2 separate regions of the Pelodiscus sinensis genome follow, and region 1 is linked to region 2. The links are chromatin contacts, called in public Hi-C maps. All regions are on one chromosome and are shown on one strand. The core of a region is the stretch at or near the end of the contact, and the rest is flanking DNA. Distances in the headings are between cores, read along the strand shown. Region 1 holds the start of ARRDC5 (arrestin domain containing 5). Region 2 holds the start of DPP9 (dipeptidyl peptidase 9).

Region 1 (6,510 bases), core at 1,213-3,712, 180 kb after region 2:
AACAGCGTCCTTCCCCCCTCCAGGCACCCGCGAGCCCGGGGTTGCAAAAGGTGAGTGGCTCGGGGCGACCCGGGTCATGCAGCGCGGGCAAGTTGTGTCTGTTGCAGGCTTTGCAACGTGAGCGGGGCGCAGCCTTGTGGCAAACGGGAGACTTTGCCTCCCGCGCTCTCCTCTAAGTCTCTGCAAACTCGGCGCTCCTGTAACTACCAGCTGGGAAGGAGCCGGCAGATGCAATACGTTGACTGTTGCATATGCTTGTAAAGTGCTAATTACAGCGGTGCGAGGGAGGGGAGGTTGTCTAATCAGTGGTATCCGATAGGGAAGTTGCTCAAGTGGAAGATCAAGCCACTGCAAAAGTCTTGGTGCCCCCCTACCCCTTATGAAATATCAACGCGGAATGAAGTAATTTTTTGTTTGTTTTAAGTCTGTAGTAGAAAGCGGGGAGGAGCGATTTCCAGATGGCTTATTCACTGACAGACAGCAGCTAGGAATCAGGGGATCCACTGAGCCCGCCTCCCAAGTGCAAACAGAGAGGGCAAGTCTCTGCCAAAAAAAGCGTCTTGCTGTAGCAGCAAATGCCAACGGGCAGGGAGACATTTTGAAACTAGCAGCGTGTTTGTAATGTCGATGTTTAGAAAAAAGGGATCTTGCTCGCACAGGAAGCATCTGGTTTGGCATTTGCAAATGTGAGATACATACACGGTAGCTGCTCGTTTCTGCGAGAGAGAGTCTGAGTCTTTTAAGCGGGCTGTCTTTCCTCCCAACTCTGTCCCTTACTCGCAATCTCTACTAGTTCAGTGCATGTCAGCAGAGTTTAAAATGTTTTGCCCATATTTGTACAGTGCAACAGTTAACCGGATCTAGCATAATACATGGATTTTACCTTTCCCCATCTCCCAAGTACAAAGCAGAGACAAAGTTATCCGTGCTTCGAGTCCTGAAATGCAATGGGAAGAAAGGCAGTTTGGAGATTGCAATCGGATTTTATTTTTAAAGCCTATTTTTAGAGAGGATAATACATTTAGAACAGAAATCCAATGGCAGAGTCTCCGCCCGCATCCGTCACCGCGGCGAACAGGGAGCAGGCCCTTTCAGAAGCTGAGCGCTCCATTCTTGCTGCTGGGTGTGGAGGCGGAATCTAGAACCGTTGCAGTTGTGTGTGAAATTAATTTTTGAGGAAGATGGGATTGCAGATGGATTGGTTTGCCGTTCAGTGCGCAACTTGGAAACACCTCTCCCGACACAACAAACAAAGCTAAAACAATTGAAAGTTTAAAATGTCTTATTGCCCGCTCGGTGGCATTTGGAAGCTTGCCTGTGACTTGAATTCTGGTTGTACCTGGAGAGAGCCCTCTGCCTACCTACAGGTTCACTGGCAGAGTGAGACAAACCAGGAAGTCCCTCCAAGCTCACGCAGAGACCGAGTCACTGTTTTAAAAAACCGGTCCTGCTGTCTAAAACTCAAACCGCATATTATGACCTCTTTGTACCTACTTACCTTCCTTCCTACTGACTTTCTCGATGAAGAGGATTTGCAAACTGCCATAGATTACCATCTCCGTGTCCCCACCCCCGCAAGTACTCCCTGAAATTGGGAATGTGTGTATTTTAAAAGGCCACCCGTGCAGCTAGTAATAGAACTATAATAGTTGGCAGTAGCACAGCTTTTGTAGCAAAATGCAGGACAATGTAGCACTTTAAAGACTAACAAGATGGTTTATTAGATGATGAGCTTTCGTGGGCCAGACCCACTTCCTCAGATCAAAAACCGGAAGTGGGTCTGGCCCACGAAAGCTCATCATCTAATAAACCATCTTGTTAGTCTTTAAAGTGCTACATTGTCCTGCATTTTGCTTCAACTACCCCAGACTAACACGGCTACATTTCTATCACTATTCTACAGCTTTTGTAGTAACTCGGCCACCGAACATGCAAAAAAAGGTCCCTTCATCCTAAACGCATTGCAAGCAACAATCGGACAGGGAGTTAGGTCCATGCACTTACCCTATTCCTTGAGATGCAAACATGGGAAGGCCGTCTTCTAAAGCTTGCACTTGTTTATGCTTGATGTAGTAAATGTGTGTGGGGAGGGGGAATCGGATTCGCTCAAGACACATTTTCAGCCTATGGTAATTTGGACTCCTCCCACTGCAGAGCGTATGAGGTCTCGTTTGCATTTCAGAGTCTGGCAGTAGAACGCTCTCCTTCTTTGTAATGGCTTGGTTTGCGCTTGCACCTGGTATGAGTTCTCATTTGCAATGCGCTGTGTAGTTATGTCCAAACCAGAAACTTGCCCCGGGGGCAAGCAGACAACGCACTAAGGATAAGGGAGTGTCCTATCCCTAGATGCTGTCAGGCTATAAAACATGCCCTCTATGAAGGCTAAGGAACGTTGCAAAATATAAAGGGGAGAGTGGGGGAGACAGATTGCACATTCATTATTCCATGCGCTAAGCCCTTGCACCCCTTCTTTAATCCTCTAGTAGAGCGGCCCCTTTAAAGCCTTGCAGCTGTCTCTTGTGATTTACATAATCACGCGATATGTTGGGAAAGGGGGGGGGAGAGAGAACTCCGCGAGACTGAGGAAAGCGTTTCAATTGTGGCGCGAGATACAGTTGGCGCGCGGCGCCCGCCCGCGAGAAGGGAGACGGCTGGCCGGACACAGCCTAACCGGCTGGGTTGCGGGGCGGGCGTTTAGGGGCCATGGGCCAATCGGCGTTGAGGCCGGCCGGCTACGAGCCAATGCTGTAGGAGGAGCGGGCGGGCTGTTCGAAGGGGAGAGCGTTAGGGTGAGAGGTCTCATTGATTCGGTGGCTGAAGTAGCCCCAGAGAGTCGCCGTCGTCCACGCTGGCTTGGCCTCGACTTGTGGCTGAGGTGGGTGTTTGGGACGGGAGCGAGCAGCCGGGGGAAGGGGCCGCGGTGAGGTCGGGGGGGGGTCCGGCCGGCGCTGGGGAGGCGGGCCCTGGGGCAGAGCTCCGCGGACCCGGGCTGTGGCCGGGCGGGAAGGGCTGAGGCGGGATGGTGCCTAGGCAGTGTCCCCCCGGAGCGGGGTCTCGCCGCCCCCATCCCGGCTCGTCCCTGCCGCGAGGTGCGTGACCCGCTCCCCCCTTTCTCCTGGGCAGAGCCGCCGCCATGTGGATCCAGGTGCGCACCATGGACGGCAAGGAGACCCACCGGGTGGACTCGCTCTCCAAGCTCACCAAGGTGGAGGAGCTGCGGCTGCGGATCCACGAGGTGTTCGGCGTGGAACCCGACCGGCAACGCCTCTTCTACCGGGGCAAACAGGTACCCACTCCAGGCCCTTTATCCACGTAACGAGCCAGCGCCCTCCGAAAGACCCCTCCCAATCTCCTCCCTGCCCCCCGGCTGCACTGCCTCGGGCAAGGACCCTGCCTTAAATTACGCTCAAATGACAGAAACACGTCTAAGGCGCGTGTTAACTGGGCGCTCACTGGAGTATTGACCTTGTAGTTAAGTATTCGAGCTGGCTGAGAGATGAATGCACCTTAATATTGGTCAAGGTATGTGGCGTTGTCTTCACGGACGAAAAAAATAGTGTTCCCATTTGACACACACTACCCCTTATTTCACCCTTTTACAGAACTGTGGTGAATCTTGTACTGGTGTGTGGCTTCGTTTGAAAACTGACAGTTTTCTGATTACTGTACTGGCAGAATGTATGGCAACATTGTGTGTAAAGTGGTAGGATATGGAGTGGAAGATTTGTTTCATGTCTGGGAAGAGCAGCCAGGTAACCGGGAAATAAAATCTCCTCTTAATGAGGTGATGGGTCCATTCTTTGGCAGGAAAAGAGTGGGTGAAAATCTAAAATCTTCATAAAACAGCTGGGGATTCTTGTGCAAATAGGTTCAGGAGGCAAAGTCTCAGCTGGAGATCTTTCTTGAGGAAGAGAGGGAACTATTGTATAAGGAGGGAGATGCCCCAAATTATTCTTCCCTTTCTCTACCCATAACATCTACAATATCTGAAGAACAAAGGAAAGTTTTGGACTGGGGCAGGGATACTGACTTATAGAATTTCAATTACTAAGACTCTTAGACCATCTACCACAGATCTTTGCTTTGAATTCACTTGTTATGTATTAGTTGTGTGTTACTTGCATTTTCTTGAAATCAATTCTGATTTATGCCTCGCATTACTTAATTTTTTTTAGATAAAAAGCTTGCTTTTCTACTTGATCTAAACCAGTATGTTTGGACTGAAGTGTTGGGGAAACTCTATTTAACAGGATTTGTGTATATTGTTTTCTGTTAATAAAACTATGGACTTTATTTGTGAACTTGTATTGTCCAGAAGAGAGCTAGAGAAAAGTCTGGGATTGGGAGTTCATTAGTGTTGCTCTTCAGTGTAAATCATAAGTGACTAGTTGTAGCACTCAGAAAATATAATTGGGAATATGTCTGAGGAGACCAGGAGTGGTAATTCATGGCAAAGCAGTGTAAACTCCCCTTCCACTTCACTTTAGAGAGCTGAGGGGACCCAGGTGTTAATCAGTCCAGATGGTATCCATAGTAAATCAAACACAGCTTTTATGTTGTGAAGACCTACCCTATTGGAGCCTTGAGCATTAAAATGTGGGGGAAATAGTATCTTGGTATATTGGACAGCCTCCCTGCCATTAAGAAGTGGGATGTGTCCATGAAAGCTGCTGATACCATTTTTTGTTGGTCTTTAAGGTGCAATCGGACCATTGGGGAGTGCGGGGGTGTGTGTGTGTGTGTGTGTGTGTGTGTGTGTGTGTGTGTTAGTTTGTTTTTTTAAGTTGTCATAGTGAGATCTACATGGTATTAGGTGTAAAACAGCAAGGGTATGTGGTTAGCAGCAGTGACCAGTTTTGGCACTATGTTAAAGAGACCAGTGAATTAATGTAAACAAAAAGGGGCTGGTTAACACCACATTTGAGTTGAATGTAGTGATTGAAATGGGAAGTACAGTGCCAAATTTGTCAGCTGGAGTCATTTTGTTTTTAAAGCTGGATTATGCTGCCATCTAGTGATTTTTTTTTTTTCCTCCTTAGACATTATACTTTGATTGGCATATTCTATTAGAGATGGTGCTTGGTTTTACTTGCTGTAATTAGGGATGTGAACGTGTACTCCATTAACTGATGAGCCTGATACAAAGGCAGCAGCGTGGGAATGGGTGAGAGGAGGAGCTGGGAGCTGGCTTTCAAACTGGCTCCCTGCATATGCAGCTGCCTCCCTACCCCATGCTGCTGTCTCCTACGGAGGCAGCAGGGGGGAGGCAGGCAGAAGCTGGCTCCGTGTGCATACCAGCTCCTACCGAGCTGCCTGCTTCCTCTGGCACTGCTGTTGCTTATATCCGTGGAGCCGCTTGCTCTCCCTCCATGCTGTTGCCTTGCAGCAGCGTGTGTTATGTGGAGGCAGGAGTTGGTGCTTGTAGGGAGCTGGCTAAAAGCTTTTAGTCCCCAGGAGCACCAGCTCCTGCCCTCCTCCGCCCCTCCCCCCCAATTTTCAGCAGTTACATGTTTACAAAATAAACACATTTTAACATCCTTGCTGGAAACTTAGGGGATAATACTTCTGTATACAATCAGTGTTGGTTTCAATGGTCATATTAAAAATCAGTGTTTATTTCCATTTTAGTTCAGCATTGACTGTATAAATGTATTGGGGTGGGAATGTAGTTGTGGTCTGTTCAATATGAACCTTAATCCATTTGGAGCATGAGTTGATTAACTCCCCTAAACTTAATTTGAATTCAGTGCAATTGTATAGGTATGATGAAGTGTGATTTACAGATTTATCCAAGGGCTTGTCCACACACTGAGCTATTCAGAAATAGTTCAATGTATGGATGCTCTTCTTTCAGCATAAGAGTGCCCTCTTCTGGTTTATCTTGCTAATTTAAAATAAATGTGTGCAGGTTACTCAGAAATACATACTCAATTTTAAATACGCATCTTATTCTGAAATAATGTTCATGTGTGGGTGAGTCTTAAGATTTTAATACCTCATAGGCTGTAAACCAGCTGTAGCATTTTCCTGAGAATGCAGGCAAACAGATCAGTTCCTTTTGTTCAGAGCTTATCAGTTAATTCTGGATAACTTTAGTACTGCTAATTAGAAACAGTGGATGTTTTAATGTTTTCCGTATTTACTGTTGTGTGCACCCATTAATATTGTTGGCAATCAACCTGTTGTGTGTAAGTTAACAATTTTAAATTGCGGTTATCTGGCTAATTGTGTAGTCGATAATTTGTATCAACTACATGATCGTTGATCAGTCCCAGCTACAGCTATGTGGAGCAGGCTTTAGCAGTCCCGGCTTGTGCTGACTCTGTGAGCCACCTGCGCTGGAGCTCAGCATTTTAAATGTAGTAAGAGCCACTGGGCTCTTACTACATTTGAAATGCAGAGGTGCAGGATCCTGGACCAGAGCAATCCAGGATTGCTCATGTTGAGTCCTGCAGTCCCTGTCCATGGCTAGCCCCTGCTGCCCGATAGAGGCAGCAGGGCGGGGCAGGC
Region 2 (6,454 bases), core at 827-3,326:
TGCATTAACTGCTCAGCAAACCTTGGGCAGGACAGAAAACTAGAGGAGGAGAGAGAAAAAACAGACCTCATGTAACCACAGTTTCCCCAGCCATGGGCATTAAGAGTCCTCCATCAATCATATTGCCAGCACAGCCTGGGACCTATTGAGCAGCCCAGTTCCATCCCCAATTAACATATGGGAACATTCATATCAAGGTATTTTTAAGAGGTGGATTTCCTAGTTCCTCAGCACTGAAGCTCAGTGAACCATGCAGGTAATCGGTAGCTTTTTCTTCTGCCAAATTTCCAGTTAAATTCTTCTGAGGGATCTCAATCTTTAATCCCCAGATTTCTGAGATGACAGAACGGCCAGGGTCACTGGCCTTTACAAGATGTTCTTGTTCCTTAAGACCATAAGGTGGAATGTGTCCTTGATGCCTAACTCCTCTTACACTCAAAATCCTCAAAGTGCAGTGGGACCTCCCTCATTTCCCATGCCCTCAGAGAGCTTTGGATTGTGGACACACCCCACATCTGGAGCATTAATAGCCTTCATTAACAGACCCCTGAGCCCATCCAAACAACCACCATTTATCCACCCAACAGTACATCAGGGGAGAGTAGGTACCAAGGCTATTTCATTTGCCCCCTCTATCAGGGAGAGCTGCAGGCAGTAATGTTCCCTCAGTTCTCGAAAACTCAAAAGTGGGGCTAGGCAGAAACATCCAGTAATTTTGTGACATGAACCGCCCCATGATTGGCGTTGGGTAATGACCTAAGGGATACCCCTTTACAATTTCTTAGGGCAGTGATGCTCAGACCTCCATGCTTCAAAAGCCAAATTAGGGATCAACATTACCCAAAAAAGTCACAGTAGCGTGAATTCATTGTTTCATTTCTAACAGCATTATTGAAGAGGAAATGCTTAGGTCATATAGCTATAGAATTTTCACAGCAAATAAATTAAAAACTTGATACCGTAACTGATTAATAACACAGTAAAAGCATCCTGATTGGTTAATAATTAAACCATACAATGTTTTGCTGCAAAAAGCTGCAGGAGAGGCATTTAAAGAGCCACTTGCTACTTACAAGCCGCAGTCTGAACATCACTGCCTTAGAGGGCCAAATTCTATGCAGAAGAAACACAGCTGTGCCCATGGAGATGACCCAAACTAATGGCACCTAAGGAATCAGAAACCTGACTGAGAGGCGGAGGACATGGACAATTCTAGTCCTGTCAGCAAGATCCTCAACTACCGCTGTGCTTACAAGCCCCACAAGGATGCAGTCACCTCCAGGCCCAACAGCCTTAAATGTTAACCTGCCGTGAGCTGGAAGCTCCCAGACCCGTCTCCCCCAAACAGGCAAATCAGTAAGAATTGGTGCAGAGAGAGAAGCGGTTTGGCAGCCGCCACCGGCCTGAGCGCAGAGGGGGAGCAGCCCTGCCCGAGCGCCTGTCACGGGCAAGGCCCAGGAGGCGGCTGTTGGCCTGTGTCAGAGGGAGCCGGCTGCCTCCCAGGCGATGCCAAGCCCCAGCGTGTGTCGCCGTAACCTCCGCCCCGGCTGCCAGCAGCGTGAGCCGACTCCGGCCCCTCCCTGGCGCCCCCACCCCACCCGCAGCCCAGGGGAGCTGACTCCCCCTCCCTGCAGAATGGGGGGGGCAGCGACATGTCCCCCCTCCCCCACTGCAAGGCGACTGGGTCGCGGCTCCCCATCACCCCGGGGACATTCGGGGAGGGGGAGCCGCCCCCCCCGGGCGGTGGGGACCCAGGCTCGCGCCAGAGATGCTCCCCCTCCCCCCCGCGCGCCATGGGTCCCTGCGGGAGGGGACGTGACCCCGCCCCTCACAGGGGTGTTGCCCCCCCCGCTGCCTCAGGCTGGGGAAGGGGCTCCCCCCACTCACCCCGGGGCTCGGCGTCCTCCCCCGGCCGGGGCGGCTCCTCAGCGGGGAGGGGGGGCAGCGGCTGCTTCCATGTCCCGGACACTCAGACAGCAGCCCCGGAAACGGGGAGGGGGAAAGGGGGGGCAGCCTGCTCGCGCGCGACCTTTAACCCGGAGGCGGAAGTGCCCGGTCTGGGCGAGAGGACCAGCCCGCCCGCGGGAGGGGCATCAGGGAGAAGAGCTGAGGAGGAACCACTCTCGAGGATAGGGGGGCGTGGGAGGAACTACTGCACGGTCGGGAAGGGGTAGTCGCTATCCCAGAAGGGAAGGAACCATTCGACAGGGAAAGGGAGGGTCCATGAAGGGAATTAACCCTAATGAGAGGAGGGTGAGCCACGGAGAAAGAGAGGGTTCTGTCCTCTTCCTGGAGCTTGGGTGATCTCTCTACCAGCCCTCCCTCTCTCCAACACTGACACTGGTTTACATCTCAGAATACCTTTCGTAGGAAGTACCCCCTTCTAATTGTCGAGAAATGGTACAGTCCCACCTCCCTGGAACTCTCCTATAGGGATCTGAGAATTTTGTACACACAAGCGCGTTGGTGGTATAGTGGTTAGCATAGCTGCCTTCCAAGCAGTTGACCCGGGTTCGATTCCCGGCCAACGCAGCTGTCTGGCTAATTTTTAAAATTCCTTTTAATTGTATTATTTGTTTTAGTAAATTGTTTTAAATCATCTACCCTTAGTTGAATAAGAATGAATAATGCTTAACACTAGGGGCAGCCGGTAGGAATCTCTCTCTGCAGAGTCATGGCATTTAATTTTAAATGAAAATCAACTTTTTTATAGATTAATAAAATGTGATGAATATTAAATTCAAAAAGCCATGTTGTTCCCGCCCGGGATCGAACCGGGGACCTTTCGCGTGTGAGGCGAACGTGATAACCGCTACACTACGGAAACCTATCTCAGTAAGAGTTTACATAAATATATTTCTATAACAAGTTGTATCAAATGGGGTTTTTTTGTTTTTTTTTACTAATAAGATTTAATACAAATATTAGAATTTACAGGTTGTTTTGATATTTATTTTGCTCAGAGCAAACACAGAAGAACAAGCCAGCATCACTTTAGGAATGTGATGTGCAATGTAAGCCCTAATTATTTTTAATTTAGTAATTAATGGTTGGTTTGTTATTAATTAACACCACATTAATATTAATGTTTTTACCGTAAGTTTAAGTTCACAAAATGAAAACAGGATGTAATATCAATGCTAAATAGTATAGATTTGTGATTGATTCCAAAATATGTTCATTATGAATTGTATAAAATACAAAAACTGTGAATCTGTTAATATAGTATGTAAAAAATTCACAAATCACTTTGGAAATAACTAAAAGTAATACAATATCTCAACACTGCAATGAAATTTCATGGCTCCTAAATATTAAGTTTATAAATTCATTACTGATTATTAAAATAAATGTTAATTATCAGTAACAATTAAACTACACTCTTAGCTTGGTTGTTAGTCAGTGTTAGTAAAACACTTTGAACATATTATAAAGTGAAGTCCAAGTCCTAAGTATTATTGGAACCAATGTTACAAAGTACTTAAGCATGTACTTAAGCATAAGCATGTGCTTATCTCATATTGGTTTGCTGAAAAAGAAACCCTAATCCAGCAAACACTAATGTTTGTGTTTTAATTTCAAGAGTGTGAATTTACTAAAATAATGAATTTAATTATGTCCATATATATATATATATATATATATAGAAAATTGCAGGATCAGGGCCAAGGGATGAATTTCAGTGTATTTTCTGTTCATTCTTATTCTACTCCATGGGTGCTTCTATGTTCAGTGGCAGTTATGAGCTTCAATACTTTTAAGGATCTGGGCCTGAGGGCCTTCCAGTCATGTATTAATTCATGTATCGGATTCATGTCACTTGTTTGCCAACCCTAAGCACTGAAAATGTATGAGATAGGCTCTCAAAATCATGAGATTAAAAAGAGAAAGTAAAAAACTTGGGGGCGGGTGTTATTTTCTTCTTATTTCAGAACCTTTAGGGAGTTCTTGCTTCACGTTTCCAGATTTCCTTTGCAATCAGGAGAGCTAGAAACTTATATTTTTTTCAAATGAAAACGAAGAGTCTTCAGGACCTGGGGGTGCTTTAAAAATAAGCACCACCAAATACTGCAAAGACTCATGATAAAATTGCAATGGTGGGCAACACAGCACGTGCTTAACACTAGGCACTTGGGTAAGTGTTTGGTTGAATCAGGGCCATCGTAATTACATCTCAATTAATTAGTAGTATCATCTATTAAAGGTTAGTAACAAATACAAAGTGCAATATATCCTTGTGCAGTGTGGATTCCATCCCCATTGACATCAATGGAAACCAACGTGTTGCAGGATCCATCCCATGGTATTGGCAGATCGTACGTTTACACAGGAGATTTCAATACCCAATACTGCTCAGTTGCAGAAGAGTTAAAATGCCGGTTATCTGCAGATCCATGCACAGATCAAAGGCAGCCTATCTCCCTTTTGGCCCTTTGTGACTAACCCTAAAGGGAGGAGGCTGACCTGCGGAGGAAGAGAGGCGTCTGTCCCCCTCCTGGAGGCCAGTGACAGAGGACAATGATTTGGTGTGCTTCCATATTTGTGGTGTCCCACCCATGGGTGGCGGATATAAGAGGAAGGGGAAGGTAATGCCTTCCCAAACAGCCTGCCTGGCTCTGCCCACACTCTGCCCCCAGACTCCCCCTTCAGTGTGGCTCCCGCAGCCTCCTAGCTCTGTCAAGGCTGGGGCTGTGCTGCTAGTTCTCCTGGAGCCAGGGAGCCTGGGGCCGCATGCCGCCCTCCTTCCCTCGCTCCCAGGGCCGGGAAGGTTGGGATCGCACACCCTCCCTGTGCTCCCAGGGCCGGGGAAGACTGGGTCTGCATATTCTTCTCTTGGGGCCAGGGAGGGCTAGGGCCACATGCCTCCCACCAGTGGGTGGCCTGTCCCTACAGTGTGGGGGAGATTTGACTCCGGGGGGGGGGCTCGGGCCACAGGACGGGGCTGGCGGCTTGCTTCCTCAGCCCTAGTCACCCACTGGGACTCCCGATTTTCAGAATGGCTGAGAATAAAGAAGCTCCAACGGAAGCAACCGGGAGCTGCGTCGTGCTGGGCTCCTCTGAAAATGAGGGTAAGTGGTCACTTTGTAAATTTGGCCGGAGTAGGCATCTTCCATGCATATCCTCCACTCCGCTATCGGCCCCAGCTCCTTGCCTTAGGCCTGGGAGTCGCACACTGAGCCAGTCAGGAGAGAGTGAACATCCCGAGAAGAGGTGACCATTATGTTATTCCAGCAGCTGGATTAATTTGCCTGACAGCCCGAGGGAGGTGCGGGTCTCAGCTTTGCATTGCCTTTGATTGACTTGCATTCTGTATAGCTCCTGGGTGCTACCCCAGCCGTCTGTCTCCAAGCCGTGGCTAGTGTGGTTGCAGCTGCCACCAGGTGTCAGCAGAAGAGCAGAAATAAGGCCAGGCCTCCTGCCTCCCCTTGCACAGCAGGGACCCTGTTGCCCAGGAACGAGTGTTCCAAGCAAGGGACAGCAGCAGCAACAAGAGAGCTGGGCGTGGACTTCCGAGCAAGACTTGCAGAGGGGTGAATAGGGGAGGTGGTGCCCCAGATCTGAGACTCAGCAGGCATGAGCATCAAAGTGAGGGCTGAGCCAAGTCCTTTGCCTGCTCCAAGACTCTTAGGCAGAAGTCCCTGCCTGCAGGCAAGAACTGCTGTGATACACCAGGTGTGTGTGTTTGGGGGGGGGGGGGGGAATCTGCTCTCTGTGGCCACCACACAGCACCACAAGGGGGATCCTCAGCACAAGCAGTAGTTCTCAAAGCGCTTTTGTCACTGTCACTATCCCCATTCTACAGATGGGAAGACTGAGGCTGAGAGAGGTCACCCAACAGGTTATTCGTACACCCAGGGTTGCACGTGTAACGTTGCCAGCTCTCTTGTCATATTCATTTACCATGTCTCACGATAATTGATGTTTCTATTAAAGCCCCAGCTGCTGGAATCATGTAACTATATGAGACTCTCAACTTCCATATATAAACAAAACGATGTTCCTAGCCCTCATGGCTGCAAAGAAAAGTGTGAATAATAAAAACTGAACTTTGCTCTTCTATAGTGCCTTCTATCAGTAGATCTCAAATTGCAGCATCAAGCAGCTTGGCATCATTATCCACGTTTTACAGATAGGGAAACTGAGGCAGAGAAGGGCAATCACTTACCCAAGGTCACCCTGTTAAGCCAAGAAAAGAACCATGGCTCTGCATCCCAGACTAGTGTGCTAGCTACTTGACAACAAAATCACCACCCTTGCAGAAACTAAAGGCTCAGAAATCTGAAGAGAAATTAAAGGACTACAACTGTTTAGGTTATTTTAATTTTTAAATCTCATGATTTATTTTCAAGTCAATCCTCATGCTTCTAGTCGGGCGGGGAAGGGGATCCATGTTTAAAGGAGTTAGCAGTACTGAGCGTGGAACATGTGCTAAGGGGAGGTGTTTTCCCAAGCT

The links. A called contact is a pair of places that touch in the nucleus more often than the background predicts.
Region 1: a Hi-C map of liver shows a contact between it and region 2, with 5 times the contacts expected there. The contact joins the promoter of ARRDC5 here to the promoter of DPP9 in region 2. A contact is called at or near these places in 3 of 5 Hi-C or Micro-C datasets (liver and an unstated tissue).

Annotation. Positions count from the first base shown.
Region 1 is chr19:23,205,409-23,211,918 of ASM4963464v1, forward strand. ARRDC5 (arrestin domain containing 5) reads right to left here and starts at 2,463. Exons shown (of 4, transcript XM_014569028.3): 1 at 2,005-2,463. It overlaps UHRF1 (ubiquitin like with PHD and ring finger domains 1), which reads left to right. Exons shown (of 17, transcript XM_075903059.1): 1 at 1-50; 2 at 3,124-3,286. The coding sequence starts at 3,134.
Region 2 is chr19:23,027,613-23,034,066 of ASM4963464v1, forward strand. DPP9 (dipeptidyl peptidase 9) reads right to left here and starts at 2,077. Exons shown (of 21, transcript XM_075903056.1): 1 at 1,888-2,077; 2 at 1-39. The coding sequence starts at 5. TRNAG-UCC (transfer RNA glycine (anticodon UCC)) reads left to right here and starts at 2,461; the gene lies at 2,461-2,532. It overlaps TRNAV-CAC (transfer RNA valine (anticodon CAC)), which reads right to left and starts at 2,827; the gene lies at 2,755-2,827.